2 separate regions of the Mus musculus genome follow, and region 1 is linked to region 2. The links are chromatin contacts, called in public promoter capture Hi-C maps. All regions are on one chromosome and are shown on one strand. Each heading gives the region's core, a stretch centred on a gene start, on an enhancer-like site or on the middle of the called end of the contact. The rest is flanking DNA. Distances are from core to core; before and after follow the strand shown. Region 1 overlaps Plcb4 (phospholipase C, beta 4). Region 2 has its middle 48 kb from the start of Gm31993.

The links. Capture Hi-C pulls out chosen DNA fragments and counts their contacts.
Region 1: a contact with region 2 is called in a promoter capture Hi-C map of adipose tissue. The contact joins two enhancer-like sites.

The regions. Positions count from the first base shown.
Region 1 is chr2:135,740,852-135,746,528 of GRCm38.p6, reverse strand. It overlaps Plcb4 (phospholipase C, beta 4), which reads right to left. Exons shown (of 39, transcript NM_001355153.1): 2 at 4,642-4,699. Among named protein-coding and RNA genes, the nearest start is that of Gm14210, 69 kb to the left of the region's middle. Within about 2 kb of position 3,063, at least 44 of the 459 cell types and tissues checked have an H3K27ac peak or open chromatin away from gene starts, as enhancers often do. A contact at or near this core is called in adipose tissue, where this site is marked.
Region 2 is chr2:135,490,237-135,496,240 of GRCm38.p6, reverse strand. No RefSeq gene overlaps it. Among named protein-coding and RNA genes, the nearest start is that of Gm31993, 48 kb to the left of the region's middle. Within about 2 kb of position 3,295, at least 7 of the 459 cell types and tissues checked have an H3K27ac peak or open chromatin away from gene starts, as enhancers often do. A contact at or near this core is called in adipose tissue, where this site is marked.

The DNA.
Region 1 (5,677 bases), core at 1,814-4,313, 250 kb before region 2:
TGACTCACTCCCATGGGCACCAGGCAGGCACGTGGTGAACGAGCATACAACATACATAAGTGCACGGAAAAACACTTGCAGCCGAAATGAAATAAATAAATCCAATCTGGTTTCTGGTGTTGGTTTTTCAAAATAGAGTTTGCCCTGATGCCCTGAAACATGCTCTGTAGACCAAGATGTCCTCTGCCTCCCGAATGCTGGTACTAAAGGCATGCACCATTATGCCCAGCTAATTTTTTTAAATTTTGCAAAGAGTTTTTTAAATTTTATTTTTAATTATATGTGGAGGGGGGGGGTCACAGACCTTACATCCAGTGGGACTAGAGATATAGGCAGTTGTGTGCTGCCTACTGTAAGTACCAGAAACTAACCTTCCATCCTCTGCCAGGGCAGGATGCTATGCCCTCTTAACCACTGAGCCAGCTCTCCCGGTGACTTCCCACCGATTGTTACCTTCCCCTGAAGCTCTGTGGTTGCTTGTTATGCAGCTTACTATGGCAATACGCAATGGGTGCCATTCCTGAGTATGCAAACAGCCCAACTGTAAGGATCATTTCTAGAGCTAAAGTTCAGAGTAATGTTACCTCGCACACTTGAAATCTATCATATCAGCACCTTCAAGGCTCTCAATGGAGCAAGATGAAGAAACTGGCTGGACTTCACCTACCTCATACTTCACACAGACCTCCAAAGTTCAAGTCCCAATCGAATTATTCCCCAGCGTTACAGCCCAAGTCTAGGCTGAATAGTTTATCCAGCCTCTTCGCTAGATAGACCATGGATTTTATGTTCTCTTCCAAGATGGCTAATGGGCCCTTTGAAACAAAAACACCCCACAAGCACTCTGACATCACAAAACTTTATGCTCACAATTGCATATGATTAAATTATCTGCTCAAATGACCTCTACAATTTCAATATTCCCATGTGTCTTTGCTGACCTGACCACAGACTCACCATCCACCTCATCCCCTCACTCCCTGACTCCTGCCCCATGTGTGCTGTGCATCTGCAACTACCTTCGACCCCATCAAATGGTCCTGGAACTTCTGCTCTGAAACTCTCCAGAGCTTGGTCACATGAGCTGTGAACCTAAAATCATGGTCCCACCCCCACCCCCCACCCCCTCCTCTGACTCAGCATGTCAAAGTTCATCAGCTTTCCAGCGGGCTGGACCTTGGCAGCACTAAACCCTTCGTTCTCAGTAGCCACAAGGTGGCACCGTAAAAGCTGGTGAACAGAAACACCCACTACACTTTGACAGTCAAACTTCAATTTCCGATGTTTGAAATTAGCAGTAGGCTCCGAAATAACAACCCCAGCATAAAGTGTGGCCTCTACAACGTGGAGTTTCTTCTCCAAAGTCCCCATCTCTTAGTCAAACACAAACCTGACCTTGAACAGGATTCGTACGGCTAGCCTTGTTCACTCTTCACGCACTGGTTGAGATAGTGTTTTGCCAAAGCTCCTACCAGGACCCTCAGAGCACGATGTGAGAGCACCCGATAGAACTGACCTGGCATTGATGTTTTCCTACTACAAAGCCCTGACCATTTGGTGCCGCCTCCATACTGAGAGGGCTCCGTCCTATGCCACTCCCTGTAGCTGGCTCAGAGCCAAACGCTGAACACTCTGTGGAGAGTGGGGAAGTGAAAATGACAGGTAAGATGGGGACTGAATACAAAAATGACTGAAGTTTCTAAGTGTCCTCTCTCCATCCAAGGAAGACCTTTCACAACCATAGGAACAGATAAGTACTAACACTACACAACAACCAAAGGGGGCGTGGGAGGACCGATGATGGGAAGACACCTGAAACCTGCCTCAGCCAGCCAAAGTGACCACTGTGAATTTAGAAAGGATTGAAGAGCGATGTTATGAAAGGTTTTATTTTGTTCCATTTCTAATCGCGTGCGCGTGTGTGTGTGTGTCTAGGCAGGTTTACACATTTTCAATGCTGGCAGAGGTCAAAAAGGGCACGGTGTGTCTCTTGGAAGGAGAATGACAGACAGTTGTGACCCACTCGGAAGCACTGGGGTCCTCTACAAGAGCAGTGTATGCTCCTTACCACTGAGCCACTTTTCAGCGCTAAACCCACATTTTTTTTTAAATTAGGTCACTTATCAAAAACCGACATTCAAAAAAACAAAATCAGGATATGACCATATGGTTTCCTAATCAAAAACAAAAAACAAACAAACAAAAACTCCCTTTCCTTTCTGGAGAAAAAAATATTTTAAACCATTCGTCTCTCCCAGACTCCTGATAGGTCATGAAGGACACACAAAGAAAGACTTTCAGAGCCCAGTGACTTGGATTTTCTGCTTCATATCGCTGAAATCACCAGAGAAATACTTCTGCTTCCACCCTGGACACAAAATTCCATACTCCACTTACGAAGGAAGGAGGCAAAAATGAGTGCAAACACGTGGCGTGTAAGAGCTGAAAAGCCGGTGCTTGTGGGGAGAGCTGGAACTGGTGCTGTCTACTTGAAGACCCAACCGACCGTCCAACCGACAGCGTGCGCATGAGCCAGGAACTCGGGCTGTGCATACCTGCAGCCTTGTTCTCCAGAACACAATTTCATTTGATCTTTCCTTTGCAGCACTGCATGCCCAGTCACTGTATCTGAAAACAAGGGCTGCACAGGATTTTTACCACTTAGGGAGATCCTAAAGATCTCAGAACCGGTTCAACCCTTAAAATCCAAGGTTAAGAAAAGGCATTTCCAACCGCTGTTTCATTATTCTCTTATACCCATACCCACACCCTGCCCTATTGTGCACTTGCACATGTGTGTGTGTGTGTGTGTGAGAGAGTGTGTATGTGTGTGTGTGTGTGTGTGTGTGTGTGTGTGTGTGTGTGATATTTCCCCTTCCATCTGAAATACTTTTTAAAACTCCATGTAAAAGTATAAGCCCGCACAAGTGGCCACTAGTTATGTCAGGAATGAGACAGCAGGCATATTCTGTGACTGACACTCCCTTTTGTGACAGGCCTTCAGTGCTGTAACCCGGCTTCTCGGGGGAATTCTATCCTTTGGAAACATTCCAAAATTCATTTCTGCCCTCCCACAGCCTGATTTTCTGCATGCATTTTTTCAACAACCATCTCCATCCCCGGGGAAGCAAGAAAACTGATACCAAAACTAAACAAAGGCGGCCTTCTGAAGGCCTCTCACGCAAAGCTTTGCAAATAAAAGTGATTTCTTGACTTTGTTCTCTCTTTTCTCTCCACAAAGTTAAATCCCTCATGGTTGTTCATTATTTCGGTTTATAAACGTGTCTCCAGGTAGAAAGAGCAACATCCCCGCTACAGAAGGAGGCTGAGCCAGCTAAAGCCCAACATAGGAACCACAGCAACTAGAACTCCCACAATGCACTGCTGCACCCACCCCCAGTTTCTGGCCAACACTGTTCCTTAATTGGCCATGAATAGTTACGGTCAGCCCCAGTAATTTCTGCACCCTGGTTAGCATAATCTCCTAAGGCATCAGCTGCAAGCTTAAAGTCCAAATTTTGAAAGAGCATCCAATTAATAATCACCATAATAATAATGATAAAAGAGATGCCAAACTGCTGTGTGGATTCTAGCGTGCACAGGGGGAGCTGAGCTAACTGAACCAAGTTACTCTCCTATTGTCCACCTGGTCATTTCTAGCCCCATTTTTGTTTTGAATTTTTTTTCTTTAGAGACACTGTCATTATATATCTCATGCTGGCTCAGATCTAACACTCTGAGGTTTGTTTATTTGTTTGTTTGTTTTTATTTTGTTTTAAATCATAGTCTCTTCTAGCCCCAACTGGCCTCAAACCTGCAGTGCAGTTAAGGATGACCTTAAACTTCTAATAAACTTCTAATCCTCCTGCCTCCACAACCTGCGCTGGGATTTCAGGTATGCAACATCATACCGCTTTTCCTCTGACATTTCTTAAATGGTCTCCTCAGTAAGGAAACTTCCTGGGACTCCATAGAAGCAAAGGCTGTGATTTCAAACTTCAGATTCTATCCACTAACCAACAATGATTGAGCAAAGACAATATCTGACTATAAAGATATTTCCCGACAATTCATCTCAAGGGAGTCACAAGTCCAATCAAAAAGACATCGCTAAATGACTATGTAACATCTGGGAACAAATGTTTCCTGCACGCTTGGCCCACACTTCATGCCACTGTGATGATACGGACATGAACCTCCCTTGCTCTCATTGAATCTCATCCTGGAGTGACGGCAGACATAAGAAAATGGTCTGGATGGATACCAGAATATCCTAAAGGTAGGATTACAAATCTCAAGGACTGTAATATTAAAACAGGAAAGTGAAACAAGACCCCCACATGGCAAACATTTTAAGGAGGTTAGGTCATCAATCTAAAGATATTGTAAAGAAAGTGACTCAGTCGATGAAAGAATTCGCAAAGGCCCCGTAATGGGGCAGGAGTGACAGCATTTGGCAAGGGTAGCCAGTGGGGCATGAACAAGGTGGGTAGTATCAGACGAAGTCAAAGGCTACAAGGAAGGGACCGGGCCAGCCCACAAGACCCTTGTTGGGGCTCTGGCTTACATTCCGAAAGAGGCAGGAAGCCACTGCGGGTTCAGAGCAGAAGGACATTACTGGACATATCTTTAAAGACTCACCCAGGCTGCTGTGTCGAGAATCCTCCCAGGTAGTTGACAGCACGCACAAAGCAGGCTCCTATAGAATCCAGACAAAAGAGACCAGGGGTTAGAGCAGAAGAGAATGATGAAGACAATCTAAACTGCCTGCCTTTGGGTCACATGTTAGGTGTCAAATAGAATCATCCACTGATGAACTGGACTCGGCATCTGCAGACAGGCATTGGTTTCGTTTGTTTCGTTTTAGTTTTGTTTCTCTCCGCTAAATCCTGCCTTAGTTTCTGTCTTGGCCATCACCCAGGAGTTTCTGTGTTTAGGGCTTGGGCCTCGGCTTGGTACTAACAGAAATAGTGGCATCAAGTCTGAGGAGGCTATGGGGCTGAGGATGGGCCACCAAAGGGAATATGTGACATTGCTGGTTCCTCTATTTCCCAGATGCTCCAGGAGAACAGCTTCTCGCCAAACACTCCTGGTCTTGCTTTATGACTAACCGAAACAAGGTGACTAAGTGACCATGGGACTAAACTTAAGGACACTCTGACCCCAGTCAAAACTCTCCTTCTTCTCAGTTGTAGTGCTGGGGATTTGTCTAGTGATGGGAAGCCGACTAATGAAAGGCTCAATAAAGCACCAGATTTGTGTTCCCTGGGCCGTAAGCCCCGTGGTTTATGATTATACACTGCTTTATGCCTCCTCCCTCTATCTCTCAACAAGCCCACAGTCAGCCTGGGCACTGGTGACCATAGGCACAGTTCTCTGTCTTCCCACTGAGAATCCAAACATTTTCATATTCCCGTTTTCAGTCTCTCCATTTCCTCTTGCCTCTGTCCCATTCCCTCCTTCTTCTAATGCTAGCCCCTGGCCCTGTGGCAGAGCACAGCCATATCCCAAGTGGTATTGATAGCCCTGGCCTCATCTCCTCAGAACTACTTTACCAAAAACTGCAGAGAAAATGATGACCCAAATCCCATATTTTATGATATGATGCTAATACTCAGTCCCTCTGTCCTGTCTCCAAAGGAGCTTTCTATAGCCGCCAACCTGTAGCTTCCTTTCC
Region 2 (6,004 bases), core at 2,046-4,545:
ATGGCTGCCACCTTTAAAATGATTTAGTAATTAACATACATTCATCATTCTCAGTGTTGTTTTCATTATGACACTCTCATATATACACATATGTTTTTTTGATCGTATTTGTTCCCATTACTTACTTGTTTCTCTTATTTCTCTGCTGGTCCTTTTCTATCAAAACCAGTCCCATATTTTTCTACAGATTACATATGAATATATATAGATATACATACATATGTATGTATATATGTTATGTGTGTATATGTGTGTATATATGTATATAAACACACAACATATATATGTTGTATCATGCATATGAAAGACACATGTGATTTTTGTCTGAGTCTGCTTATTTCAGTTACCATTTAGATAAGAAGTAATCTTATTGCTTATCTGTGTTTATATATAAATATTTTTTGTTCATTCATTTATTTATGAGCATCGAGGCTGACTCCATATCTTACCTATTATGAACAGTGCTATAATGAACATGGATATTCAAGTATCTCTGTGGTATACTGACCTAATTTCTAATGAGCATTATAACCATTGTTTTGAGGAATCACCATACTAATTTGTATAATAGCTGTTCTAATTCCCTTTCCCGTATATTTCTACCAGAATTAGTAGGTGTCCATTTTCTTGATGATAGGTGAGATAGTTATCTTCTTGTTCATTCACATAGCCAATCAAGCTTCAGCTATGCTTCCTCTGATAGAGGCCTTTGTTAATCTTATGAAGGCTGCACCCTTATAACCTAATTGCCTCCAGTATGAGTCAGAGTTTGTTAGAAGGACAGAGAGAATATATATGTATAATAGAAAATGACTTAATTTATTAGATTACATAATAGGGGGACCAGGTAGCTCAACAACAATTGACTGCCTGTACATTCTGGAGAGGTGGCCAGCTAACTGCCCAATCCAAGAAGCTGATTGCCTCAGGAATCCCAGTCTAGCACCAAGGGTGCTAAAGACTCCTGAAGAGTTAGTTACTGGTGAGAGTCCATGTTGAAGAGCCAAGGAAGCGAGCACCTGGTGTTAGCAGATAATGGTAGGGCCTCCTAAAGCATGTGTTCAGAAAGGAATCAGGCTCATGCATGCCCACACTGCCTTCCTCCAGTGTTCATATGCTTCCACGTCTCTGGAGGTTGCCATGCGTACTCAGTACAGCTCTTTCCCTGAAGTGACTGTCCCACTGTCACTGGGCTCAGGAAGTGTCCCCAAAGACACACAGGTGCATTGTACCTGTGCTAGACACCTCTTAATCCAGTTAAGTGAAAGACCAAGACCATCTATAATGCTTCCCAGAGACCCCATATCTGGATTTTTTCCAATGAGGAATAAGATGGATTCAGCGTATGGATTTAGAAGAGAAGAGACGAAACATTTAGTCCACAGCAGCCAAGGAGCCTTTATATGTTTTTACGGAACAGGACATAAATGATGTAGGGAATTTAAACCCTTTCTAATCCAACTCTCTGAATGGGCACAGGCTGAGCGAGACTCATGGCATCCAATTATTTCATCCTGATAATAATGTTGTAAAAAAGGGCTTAGTATTCACATTTCATTGAAAGTGGTTCCATAAACACAAAGTTGCTCATCTAAGCATTTAAAATGTAGTCAAATGATGGGACTGCAATATGAGCCCATGTCTATTCTCAGTTGTTTTCTTAACCACAGAACATTGATTTCACCAGTTGCCTGACTGGAGGAACTCTGGACCCAATGAGCGAGTTAATGATAGGAATAAGGACATCGCCTGGAAACACAGCCACAGCACACATTATCCTGACACAGACTCGAGCTTCCAGAGAGTGTTCTGTTTATTTGTCTGGATTCCAGATATTTTAAATACTTTTTTGAGAAACAGATGGGAAACAGTGGAATGAATCAGTTTGGTTAAATAAATGCAGTGGGTGAGAAGACAAACAAGCAGAGTTATCATCTTTTTGTATATATTTTTTATTGGATATTTTCTTCATTTACATTTTAAATGTTTTCCCCTTTCCAGGTCTCCCCTTCAGAAACCCCCCTATGCCATCCCCTCTCCCCCTGCCTCTATGAGGGTACTCTACTACCCACCCACAACTCCCATCTTCCCTCCCTGGCATTCCCCTACACTGGGGCATCAAACACCCTCAGACCCAAGGGCCTTTCCTCTCACTGATGTCCAACGAGGCCATCCTCTGCCACATATGCGGCCAGAGCCATGGGTCCTTCCATGTGTATTCTTTGGTTGGTGGTCCAGTACCTGGGAGCTTTTGGGGGTCTGGCCAGTTGAGACTGTTGCACCCTTCATGGGACTGCAGAGTTATCATTTTATGTAATAATAATAATAATATAATCTCTACCTTTGATATCCTAGTGAATCCAAGGAACTTGCATTTCTTTGTAATGTGATTGTATACCAAGACTGAGCATGAAGCAACTGATTGTCTTTCAGTTATACAGTTTACATGGAGCCAAAGAGGCTGTGCTATCTGTCTGCGTACTTCTGACTGATGCCCATTTCTCAAGCTTCTCATGTAGGAAATATAAATCTACTACAAAATATTGGGTAATATACACGTACTGGCTCCATGCCCATCCCCCTGACTCGGGCTTGGATTAAAAATAAGATTATTTTGTTCAGTCTTCCTTCCTTCCTTCCTTCCTTCCTTCCTTCCTTCCTTCCTTCCTTCCTTCCTTCCTTCTTTCCTTCTTCCTTCCTTCCCCCCCCCTCTCTCTTTCTTTCTTTCTTTCTTTCTTTCTTTCTTTCTTTCAGTATAATTAACCAGGAGTCTGACATATGAGAACACAATAGACACCTCTTCTCTTTGATGCCCTGTGGCATCACCTTAATGAAATACTGTGACAGGGGTTGGCATTTCTCTCCTTAGGAGGAAGCAGAGAGCAAACAAAGGAATATTCACAAAAAGAAGCCACTCAAAGGTCTCATCTATGTGCAGACATTTTACTTTAGGCTGCCGTTTGTTTAGGTGCCCGAGTTGTTTGACTATACATGTTAGCGTGTATCCCTGCATCCCTATGCAGAATAGTCTGCACAGAAATAGAGGCAAGGAGATGGAAAACCAACATGGCCCTGGCTCCTTGCTAAACTAATTACATGAACATCTTAACTGAGGCATTTTGAATGTCTTCAGGAAGGCCATCAGCCGTGTGCGGAGCAAAGGCTTATTTTTAAAGTTGTGACGCTGTTCCTGGAATGCTTTGTTACCAAATTAGAACGTTTGTCCTGAGAGTTCAAGTCTTCGGCATCTGCTGCCACCCATCACGTGCTTTGTTCAGGCCAAAAGCCACTTGTGGCGAAATCTCAAAGCTGGGCAGCTCCATGGGGAGCCAGCAAAGCCTGGGAGAGAGACCTTGTTATTCAGGGGTTTATTTAGACAGGGCTCCAGCTTTGAAAACCACACATTTTGGATATGGGAACTGGAAATCGTTTCGGTGCAATAGTCATCCCATTCTCCTTTCTGGTGAGGGTGCAGTGGGCCTGCTAGCCTTTTGATTCTGTGATTGACTATGGACTGCTAGCCAGTGATAGGTAAATGGAGGCTTTAACTCAACGTGGCCAGTTAGGCTAGGACTGAGTGATTGGATAAATGGAACAGCTGGTGGCCTTCTGCTGCTCCTCCATAAATTTCAGTCAAAAACATAAAGGGAGAAGAAGCAAAGTTCCCACTGAGCCCTACAGATATTAGTTGACCTCTAGATCTGTGACTGCAATATTAATGCTCATTGTGATGTTATTTGAATGTTTGTTACATAGCATAATCACAATGATTGCCTGACTAACATGCAAATGAATTGAACGAATTGTATTATTTTGTCTCACACTGTACAGGTATATAAACTAACACAATCATTTTAAACTACCTCTCACAAGACATAAAAAGTGACTTAATTAACATCAATCTGAAAAGAAAGGGTGGGTTGGGACACAGTAGATACCAGGCTTCTCCAAATGGAGCAACAGTAAGAACCTGGATGAGACAGCCAGGGGTGGTGGTGAGCTGTGTAAGTGAACTGACTTGTGCCCTTACGTCAGCCAACTCTGTGAAAATTCTCTAGGCCAAGATTACCTCAAAAAAAATTTTTTTTTGCACTTTGGTCAGTGTTGAAAGACTGCAGTTACCATTGCCCACTGTAAAAAGAGCTGTTGAGATTGGGTTTATACATTTCCGAGTATGTATACATTTAACAAAAATAACTGACAAAGAAGCCATGGGTTTGAGTGTGCATCAGGGGATGGGAAGACCAGGAGAGAGGAGGAAGAGAAACAATACTAATACAGTACTCATTTATAAAATTCCAAATTTAAAAATCAATCAGTCAATCAGTCAATCAATCAATCAATTAATCAAACAAACAAACAAACAAACAAAAACCCAAATGCTTGAAAGCATTTGAAGGAAAAGAAGCCGATAAACTACCGAGGAGAATGTGATGGTGTACAGTCATTACGGAGATTCCTTAAGAACCTAAAATAGGTCCACCACATGCTGCTCCTGAATCCCTTCCTGGTATATACTCAAAGTCAATGAAACCAAAGTACTAAGTCTGTATGTCCCTGCTTACTGTCCACAACACTGTCATAGGAGCTCAGATGCGAAATTCATCAGGATGCCCATTAGCGAATGCATAACAACATGGTATATCTATATAATGGAATACTGTGCAGTCATCGTAAATAATTTTTATTATTTAAGTGAAAATGGAAGCAGAGGACATTAAGTTAAATAAGCCAAACATAGGAAAACAAGTTCTGTGTGCTCTTTCTCATAGAGTGGAAAGTAACAGGAAAAGTCCTCTTGACTATATAATAATGCTTAGTAGAAGTTGAATGGACATATGTAAGAGAGGGGTACATGATGGGGCTTGGATTCAATTGTTATATACTATTTATAGAATGTAATACTAGACATATCTACATACTATTTATAGGTATGAAAATATCACATAGCCAATCATTTGTCAATAGAAAACAATACAAATTAATACAAAATGTAGTAATAAAGAACAATGTGTGTTTTTAAAAAGGAGCTGCTCTGACCAAAGCCAATGGTGGTACTAATCTGTCTATCTATCTATCTATCTATCTATCTATAAACATAACCATTTATGTGGCAATTTATGTGGTAATTAGACATCACATTTATTTAGCAGAACAATACCAGTACCTTCCTGACTAGGGCCTATGACCTCCCCAGTAACAGGGGAGGCCAGGTTTACAGTAGCATACATGGATTTTTCTCTTGTGTGGACTGGGCCTCTAATCCAATCAGAGAGTACCTGGTTACCCCAGTACAAACTTATCATTAATGCACCAGTGGGAACTTTGCCTGACCAGTCTGTAATGTTGCATGATGAGTATGACTTTGACCATTCTCCTGAGTAGCTTGCATCCCACACTCCAGCAAAGCTAAAAGCTAGCCAGCAGGAGGGAGTCTTCAATGTTGGTTTCCAGTGACCAAAGTACGAGATGTCTTCAACAACCTATGTGTGGTGGACAAGTACCTGTATTGTTTGGGAGTCTTCGGAGGCTTTCTGACTAATGCCAATGTGGTAGCCCATTATTAGTGCTGAGATTTAACAACCTATATTTTCTGAGGCATCCATGCAGGGCACTTCCACTTTTGTTAGCTTATCCACTATCAGGTTTTCCTCTGGCTTTGCATGCATCCCCATTTCCGTTGATTCTTTCTTCACTCTCATCTCCTTGTCCCTGCTCCTTCTTAAACCGTTCTCTTTCCCCAGTATTTCTGCTTCCATTTTCACACCAAATAAGTTGTATTATTTCACCTCTTCCTCGTTTTTTTCCCCTCTCATGGACTTTATTCTGGTTTCTAGGCTTTTACAAACACGCCCATCTAAATGCACATGAACGACAACATGCAGTGTTGCTCTTTCTGACCTAGGTTATCTTACAATATGATGCTTTTCAGTCCCAGTCATTTAAATGCAAATTTCATAATTTCCCTTTTTCCTTACAACTGAATAAAATTCCATTGTATGGA